2 separate regions of the Mus musculus genome follow, and region 2 is linked to region 1. The links are chromatin contacts, called in public promoter capture Hi-C maps. All regions are on one chromosome and are shown on one strand. The core of a region is the stretch at or near the end of the contact, and the rest is flanking DNA. Distances in the headings are between cores, read along the strand shown.

The links. Promoter capture Hi-C pulls out the DNA fragments that hold promoters and counts their contacts.
Region 2: a promoter capture Hi-C map of the C10 cell line shows a contact between it and region 1, with 4 times the contacts expected there. The contact joins the promoter of Enah here to the promoter of Cdc42bpa in region 1.

Annotation. Positions count from the first base shown.
Region 1 is chr1:179,958,757-179,963,381 of GRCm38.p6, reverse strand. Cdc42bpa (CDC42 binding protein kinase alpha) reads right to left here and starts at 2,622. Exons shown (of 37, transcript NM_001359541.1): 1 at 2,095-2,622. The coding sequence starts at 2,272.
Region 2 is chr1:182,018,355-182,022,947 of GRCm38.p6, reverse strand. It overlaps Enah (ENAH actin regulator), which reads left to right and starts at 2,968. Exons shown (of 15, transcript NM_010135.3): 1 at 2,968-3,418. The coding sequence starts at 3,414.

The sequences.
Region 1 (4,625 bases), core at 1,373-3,872:
TCCAAGGGGATCAGATGTCTGGGGCCTCCTCAGGAGTTTGCACTTACAACACATACCAGACCTTCACACATAGATAATTTAAAATAATAAAAATAAGCCTTTTAAAAGCACCAGTAATGGTTTATGAGACTGTAGAGTCTCATCATACCATATATCAGACAACTAAAAAGGTAAGACATGAAATTATTAATAAGAATAAAGATGATTTTGGACTGGGGATTGAACTGAATTCCCAGCACTATATAATCTGCACATGGTAATGCACAATACTGCCAGCACTGTAAAGATAGAGGGGGATGGGCCAAGGTTCAAGGCCAGTCTCAGTTACACAGAAACTTCAAGAGTGACATAAAACCCTCTCTCTGAAAAAATAAAAAAACATAGTGAATGTAGCCAAACACTTGATCTTTGTTTTACTTTTTAGTATAAGTAAATATGTATGTATGTGTTTGCAAAGTGTCTTCATAAACAGAGAAAAAAAATCCAAGAAAGGATGCTAAATGGAAGATACAGAGATTATTTTAATAAGATGGCAAAATACCCCATAGCATAAAACTACCACACATCAGGAAGCCATGAAAATGCATTTTCACTTATATAATACACTATTTTAAATTATATTTGCCACTGCTATGTACAAAGAGTTCTCCTACCGTTTTGCAAATGAAAAGGATATTAAATGACAATCATAATCACAGACTACAGTATCACTATGAAGCTGTAACTGAAGGACTCAAATTCCAACTCTAAAAGTACTGAAACCTTTTAAGTCTTCAAAAAAAGAAACACCACAGAATTCCTAAGTTTATGAAACACAGGGTGTAAGATTCCATATGCTTCATAAAATATTGTATCCTGCACATAAAAAGGCAGGTAAATGCAAAGTCAGTGCCAACATAAAAATTACCTACTCTCAAGCGAGAAGTTGCCTGACAACTGATTTAAGATTCCTTACATTCCCAGCACGCTGATGGCAAACTGCTTTGTGAAATCATCCCATGCACATTTGTACATTTTCTTTTAAACCCTGAAACATCGTGCTACTAGCAATCACTCATCTAATACTGGAAAACTGGAGAATTCAAATTGCTTCATGTTAGCATTCTTAAAGTGGGAGTTGACTTGAGAAACAAATTTTGAATGAATTTGAAAACAGAAACAACAACGGCCACTTAAATTTTTTACTTCAGAAAAATTAAGGTTTACTTGGGAATAAAGATCGTCGATATAAAAATCATTTAGCTAGCTAAAAGTATTTCAACAGCTCAAAATTCTAAATGGCCTAAATCCTTCCAGAGCTATGGTACCACTCTCTACCAGCCTGGGCAGTGATGGCCACTGCTGGATGTCAGACTTCCCTCACACGAGTGAGTGACATCAGAGGCTCCTGGAGTTCAGACAAGCCTTGAAGGTCACATGCAGAGTTTGCCCGCATCACTGATCTAGTCCACTACTATAGGTCACCTGGGTCACATCTAGCCAGTATAGACACAAATTCAATTTAGAATAAAATCTAAGGCAGGTGGAGCTGCCTCCAAACATCCTCCAACTACATCTTTTTACACACACACATACACATAATTTCTATTATTTCTCAGGAACCTAGTGATTTTTGGAAAGTCCATGTTTAGTACTTTCCTTTGCCAGTGCTATCCAGAGATGAGACTAAACCCCCTGATCACCACCTCCACATTCCTGTTGTCCTAAAATTAACACAGGGACTTCAGCATCTCCTCAAATCTCCTGTGATTTTCAAAGACTGGGAAGGAATGTTCCAACCAACAAATACCCTCCCACTGAACGGTTGTGACAACTGTGCTCAATAATCCAATTCTGCCAATCCCAGCCTTCCTTCTGAAGCTCCTGCTGCTGCCCGCCCCCCCCCCCCCCCAGACGCAGTGAGTTCACAAACAGCAAGGCCAAACAACCAGGCAACAACTAAGTGGCACCGCTTTGCCCTGGCAAACAGTTAAGAAAAACTAGGAGAGAGAAGTCTTGACTAATAGGCGTTTGTTCTGTTGTTAAGGCTATACACATCATTTTCACTATAGTTAATAATGCTCACGCCCAGCAACGCATTAGAAGAAAACTTACCCCATTCTAGATATTCAAGAATGTTCTTCTCTCTTCTCAATGGAGAATTATTGCATTCATCGTAAAGACAGATGAGGATGTCCAGTAGCGTCTCCACACTGAAGCACTGCCCATTGGTCTGAGCTGGCCCATCTAAAATAAACTGCTCCAACTGCCTCAAACGCACTTCTCCGGACATGTTTGCTTCGATTTCTGCTGGTTTTCTTTTAAATGCCCTTACGATGTCTACTGTTACTATCTGAACCTAAAAGTTTAAAGATGTGGTTTTTAAAAATAAACCACTTGTTATTTCAACAACTGTCATGCAATGCCGGTGCTGAATTAAACATCCAATACACCAGTCACCTCACTTAACGGAAGCGTCTCCAATTTCACCCATAAACATATATATCTTGAGGGTGAGTTTCCATAAAATATAGATTTAATATTTTAAGAGAATAATACAATTAAATTGTACATTTAAATAAAATAATAATTAAAAGTACAACGAACTAAAGAGTCAACACTCCTTAAAAAAAAAAAAAAAAACTCCTTCATTCAAAATTCAATTCGTGCAACATAATCCTGAAACGAATCCAGTTGCATCATTAATGAATAAAGTCCCCTTGGCATCAGCAATTCACTTCCCGGGAAGAAGAAAAATTGAAAAAGGAGGAGGGGGCAACGTATGGAGGGGGAGGGAAAGCCAAAAATTCTGCAAATGCTCCCAACCTCCACTCGGATAGCGCCTGGGCGAGTCCTCCGCGGCAAAGGGAGGGCAGCTGCCGGAGCAGTTCTCCCGGCTCGGCTCGGAGCACGCCGAGCCTCCGCTCCGAGCTCTTTCTTCCTAGGGCTTTGCAGCGAGTCTTGCTTCCAGCGGACTGCGGCGAGGACGCGTCATCTTCCTCCCGGCTTCTCCCGGGGCCTGGCCGGCGGCGCAGCCGGGATGAGGCGGGCTGCGGGCGGCTCTCGCGCCGGGCTCCGGGGGCGGCGGCTACTTGGCCGCGCGAGCCCGCTCCATGCCGGAGGCCGCTGGCGGGCCGCGCCGTGCCGCCGGGCGCAGCGCCCGGGCTCCCGCTCGCGCCCTGCGGCCGCCGCCGCCGCCGCCCCTCGGCGAGGGGCTGCGCTGACGAATTCAGAGGACGCGGGCGGCAGCCGCGGTTCGGGCGGCGACTCGAGTCCCTTCTTCCCAGCCTTGGGCTGAGGGCATCTTTCCCGACGGACGCAGGCGGCTGAGGCGCGGGAGGAGGGGGCGCTGCCGCCGCTGAGGAGACCTGAGGCTGCCGCAGCCCGGCTCCCAACCACTCCCTTCCTCCTCTGCCCGCCTCCCCCGCCCGCCCTCCCGCCCGCGCCGCTCGCGCCCGCGCCGCCCGCGCCCGCGCCCTAGGCTCCCCGAGGCCGCTCCCGGCGCCGCGGCGCGCAGGCGGAGGCTCGCGGACCGTCCGGATCCAAAATGGCGGCGCGCCCCGCCCCCCGACCCCGCTGGAAGCGGCGCGCTGCGGCCCAGCCGAGCCCGAGCCCCGGGGGAGGGGGATCGCCTCGGCCCGCGGCGCTGCGGCTGCCGCAGCCAGGGAAGCGGGGTCCCCCGGGGCGACTCGGGTGTGGAACGGGTTGGCTCGGTGAGGCACGGGCTGGGAACTGCGCCACGGTGCCTCGCCGCCGCCCGGGGTCCCCGCGGTGACCACCCCCCAGCCGGCCTTCTTCCTCCACTTCTGCGGAGATGCCGTCGGTCCCGCAAGGGTACCCTCGGCTTCCAACCGCTCTAAGACAAGACAGCCGCTCCAGACGCTGTTTACCTGCCCACCCTGCCCCCATTCGGCTTTCCCACGCCCCAGACTCCTAATTTCCGGTGTTCCTAATCCACAGCGTTTGTGTCACTCCCCCAGGATGGAAAAATAATAAGAGACTGGTCTGCTTCACCATCCCTGTCGTGCATGCGGGATCTCAAAGGAGAGGGATTCCCGTTTCTGTTTCCCAAAGTTTCCCCCAATGTGAAGCCTGGCATGTTTTCCTCCAGAAATATCCTAGATCATGCCTGTTATTCTTCACCCAAGGTGACAAGCTCCCCTGGGGATTCAGCTCCCGCAATCAACATAGTTCGTCACTGTCACCAAACCTACAACTCTCTGTCAGCACACTTTTCAGGTATGGGGACAGCCACTCTGCGGCCCGGTAGCAATGCAGCAAAAAGCAAGTCACTGAAGAGCCAAGGCACCTGCTGCTGGTGGGGCCCTTTCAGGGTTTTGTGGTCTTAGATTTTGAGAGAGTTCCCTCCATAATGCTCATGGAAGGTTCTACTTTTGATACAGCTAAACCGGAATATTGCGTTTCTGTTATCGCCCCCACCCCCAAGTGAGCGCCTCCTCCAAAACGTGGTTATTTTATATGCCTTCCCTACACCCGTTTTCCGTGGCAACGCATGCAATGAATCATTCTTACATCTCAGTAATGCAAAAACAGGGAGAACCAGAAACGAAGGCCTAGATAAGTCAGAAAATGACGGCTCAGGTTAAAGTTGCTGTGATTCGCAGAATATAGTGAATCTTTTCTGA
Region 2 (4,593 bases), core at 1,719-4,218, 2.1 Mb before region 1:
CTAGGGGCAGCAGAAGCTTGGTTCCTCTCATTCCCAGTAGTGTGGGTCAATCTGCTACACCAAGCTGGGGTAAAACATCTCAGAGAGAGAAAGTTGAGCTCTACTGTGTTAGGAAGGAAGTTCGAGGTGGGAACGTAGCTAGTGGTTGAGAACACCTAGCTTAGCATGTGAAAGCAGGGTTAGATCCCTAGCACATGCATGTGCACAACACACACATGCATTTCTTCTGAATAGTGTCTTCCATATCTTAGGGGAGCTGTCTATTCACTCACTGATTCATTCTTCCATTCACCTTTCAAACATCAGGTCCCTACGTGTTGGTCCTGGCACTGTGTTCGAGTATAGTATGGAGCTGAGATCATTTCAAAGACTTCAATGATTCAGTCACGCCAACTTTATTTTTAAGCAAAAGTTTAGGTTTATGAGGAGAGAATCAGCTGTGGGAAGTCAGTATGATGTGGGAGGAACAACAAGGTACCAAGAGATGGAAATCCTGGGTTTGAGTTTCAGTTCTACTACAAAGGCACTATGAGGCAATGGGCAAGTTACTTAACCTATCCGATTTCACATTCTTCTTCTAAATGACTGAATGACTTAAGATATCTCCCCTCTAAAATTCTTTCATTCTATATAGTAACACAGTCCATTGAAGTTTCCCACGTGACCAGAATTAGTCTTGTTTCTAGCTCAAGTTTCCATTTTGTCCTTTCAATGTTAGACCAAATATGAACAAGAAGTAACATTTTGTTAGAGCGAACAAACCGTCTTTCCACAAAATGACCTTTGGAGGTCAGGCTGGCCAATGCAAGATCTAAATCCGAAGGCAATGGTGTGACCAACTTGTGAGCTGGCAAGCTGCCATTAAAAAGAATGGAAATGGGTGTAGGCAGCCAACATTCTTGGCTGGTACATTTTTAATAAACACAGAAAACAAGAATAGCATTTTCCTCTTGGATCACTTAATTTGGTACTCATACCATGGGGACATCAGCTGTTAGCATAAAGATGATGGTGATTTCGTTAGATCAGGATGGGATTAGCTAGCAAAAATGAGAAGCAGGTTATGATGTCATTCGCAAGGAATTTTTATTGGTGTTTCTTGTCTCTGACAAGAGATAGTTTGAGTCATTACAGCAGTATCTCCACCTCTTCTGGTGGTGGTAAGGCTTTTATCTGAAACCTAAGCTCTGTTGTACTTACTATATTGGTATGAATGAACTAAGGAGAGCTGGGGTGACTTCTGGCTGAATGTGTCTTAATTCTTTCCCCAAGAAGATTCAATAGGCATTAGTGCTTTTTTTCCTCTTTCTAGACATTAGTTAACTTGTTGAATACTTGAGGTGCAAGCATTTTATACAGATGCCCTTTATACAAAGGCAGTGCACCTCAGAGCTGAGATGTTTTTCTAATCACGGCTATTGTACTAATAACACACGAGGTTGTTTGAGATGTATATTTCTGTCTCTTCTCGTAATATGGGCAACAAGGACATTTGGCTGACAGGGCTGTTTTCTCTTCAGTCCTTGGAGATCCTTGAATAAAATGCTCTGTGATGGCAAGCTGTAATTAGCTATGTGGGTGGAAATTAGTGTTCTTCAAGTACACCATGTTTAGAGCAGAGGCACCGTGCTTTTTACTACCCGAGGCCACCCTGGTCCTGTGCCACAGCTCTAGGTCACTGCTTCTTGCAGGGCTTCCTTCCAAAAAGCAAACCGCCTTTGTTGAGCTCTGAAACCAGGAGGCTTTTCATAGTTAAAACAGGTTAAACTGTTCTCCAGACAATTCAGGCATTGACCAAGGATGGATAGGATACGTTAGCTTGTCATTTGAAAGTGCCCAGAATGCCAGCTTTCATAAGTATCTTTAGAACCGCAGCTCATTTTATATGGAACATCAAACTTTTGAATGGATTCCTGCAGTATTGCTAGGTCCTCCATTTTGGATGTAATAGAAATCGGGTAGCTGCAAAAACCCTTTCTAACCTAGTCTAGGCATCTGTATACTGCGCACGAAAGCGGGCTCTCAGTTTTTAAAAAATTTTATTAGATCATTGGATTTGCTGTTTTTCATTCTACACCCCCCGCCCCAAATTCGGGCTTCTCAGAGGCCTCCTGCACCATCTGACTAAACCATTCGCTGCGTTAGTATTTTCTATCTACCTTCTCAAGGAGGTGAGCTCCAGACTAGGTGAAAGACAGAGCATTTAAAATTATCCTCAGTTTCCATCCCTCCCCGCCCCCGGCCGGGATTCCCTTTCAGCTGGTGACGACAGAAAGGGTTCCACGGGCTGCGTCTCTCGCGGCTGCACAGGGTTCCGCGTGCCTCGGGCCACCGCGTTTCCCGACACCGATGCGTTAGCTGTGTGTGTGTGTGTGTGCGCGTTTATGCGCGCGTGTGTTTGTGCAGTCATCCCAGTACTGTGCGCGCGTCGGCCGGATCCCCAGGTCCAGCACGCTCGGGGGTCCTCGGGAATCCGGGGGACGACGATGGCCACGTTTTGCGTGTTCGGAACTCTCCTACATCCCGCCTACATCCCACGGGTGGGGGTGGGTGGGAGGGAATCACATCGCGGCGGGGACGCGCAGAGGGGGATGCCGGCCCGCGCGCCCTGGTCCTCTCCGCGATCGCGCCCGGCTCGTCACGCCCCCCCCAACCCCCCCACCGCGGTTCGCTCCTCACCTCAGCCTCCGGGCTGCGGGAAGGCCGCGGCAGGAGAGCGCGGTCAAGGGCAGAGCGGGCGCCGAGCCCCCCTCCGACCGCGGGGGGCGCGGAGCCGGGTGGGCGGCAACAAAGGGCCGTGGCCGCACCGCCGCCTCGCCTCGGCCGCCGCCCCGCAGCCCCCTCGTGCGCAACGCCCCTCGCCCCGGGAGGGAGGGGGAGGGGAGCGGGCGAAGCGGGAGCGGCGGGGGCGGCGGGAGGAGGGCGGCGCCTGCGTGCTCCTCCGCCGCCCCGCCCCCGGCGCCCCGCGGCGAGCCCGGCTCTCCTCCCGCGGCTGCAGCAGCTGCCGGTTCCTCACGGCCTCGGCGGCGGCGGTGACGGCGGCGCGCTCGGAGCGGCCTCTGGAGCGGCGGGCGGGCGGACGGACGGACGGACGGACGGGCGCGCGGCCCCGGCGGCTCCCGTCTGAAGCGGCGGACGAGGCTCGGCGGGGAGGAGGCGGCGACGCAGGCGGAGGAGGCGGCGGCCGCCGGGGACCCGCTCGGCGCCTCGGCCCCGTGCCCCGTCCCCAGCCCGTGGTCGCTCGCGCTCGGCGGGCCGGCGCCTCGCCTCTGCGCGCGGAGATGGTGTAGCCCGGCCGCCGGAGCCGGAGCCGCCTCTGCTCGCGCGTCCCCGCGGCGTCCGCCTCCCCGCCTGAGAAGAGACCCTCCGCTCGGCGGCTCCCGCGCCGGGGAAGCCTCGGCGCCGCCGGCACCATGAGGTGAGGGGCGCGCGGGCCGCCAGCCATTGTGCCGCGGCGCCGCGACCGCTCTGCGCGGACCCGCCTGCCCCGGCCCGCGGCGCCGGCTCGGCTCTCCCGGCTCTTTCTCGCTCCCTTTTGTCCCTTCGGGTTTCTCCGGTCCAGCTGCCCTGCCCAGCCGCTCTGATTTGGGGGAGGGGGCTCCTCCCGGTGTCCCCCTCCGATGCTCTTCTTTTACCCAGGATTTCCCTTCCTCAATTCAATATGCCAGCTCCCTCCCTCCCTCCCCCAGCCTGGGTTAACGAAACCCAGGAGATGGGGAGGGGCTCGGTAGTCGTAGCGTGCTCGTTGCCGAGAAACAGGTATTTTCCGTACATCTGTAAAAATTCTCTGCACTTTTAGTACAAAGCTCTAGTGTTTAATTAAAAGGGGGGTGGGGAGGAAAGTTTGGAAGGTTTGAAATCTCTGCGGGGAATAAAGTGCCTCTGGTAGGGGTAAAGCGGAGGAGCGGGGAAAGGTGAACATTTCTCGATGGTGGGGGAAGGGAGAGCATTTACTAGGTTTCCTCTGGCGGGGGACAGTGTGAGGCTGGGATAAGTTGGTTGAGGTTTGTAAGCCCGGGCGGGGGAGGGTTTTGTTTGGAAAGCCCTTCTCTCCGGTTCGTAGCAGCCTGTGTTGCATTGCAGCAGAAGCGGCCGCGTTTCCCTTCCTCTGTAATCAATACAATTATTTATTTATTTTTCAGCCCCAAAGGAAAGTCTTGGATGTACCGTGGTGAAATGCTTTTTGATTGATACGGTGAAACATATGGTGTGATGTTTTTTAATTTTTGTCTCTCCAGTTGTGTAGGAGAATAAACCATGATGTGGTGTGTCACTCATTGGCGACCACCCACCCCAAGCCTTTCCTAAGGTTGTTTTGTGTCCATAACCTCCCGCTTTTGGATTGGTGCAAGACTTAGTGAGAAATAGGACCTCGTAGACTGAAGGCTGATGCATTTTGCGTACTCATCCTTAAAGGCCTCCCTTTTAGGTTAAACAATTGTGGATGAAGTAAATTCCTCCGTTTCTTCCTCCCTCCCGAGATAGTCTTTCAGTTCATTTGGATTTGAATCTCCTTTGTGTTAAAGATTAATGGCCGACGGTTGCCAAGACCTTTATAATGTAATGAAATGAGATTTGAATAATATCTTCAAA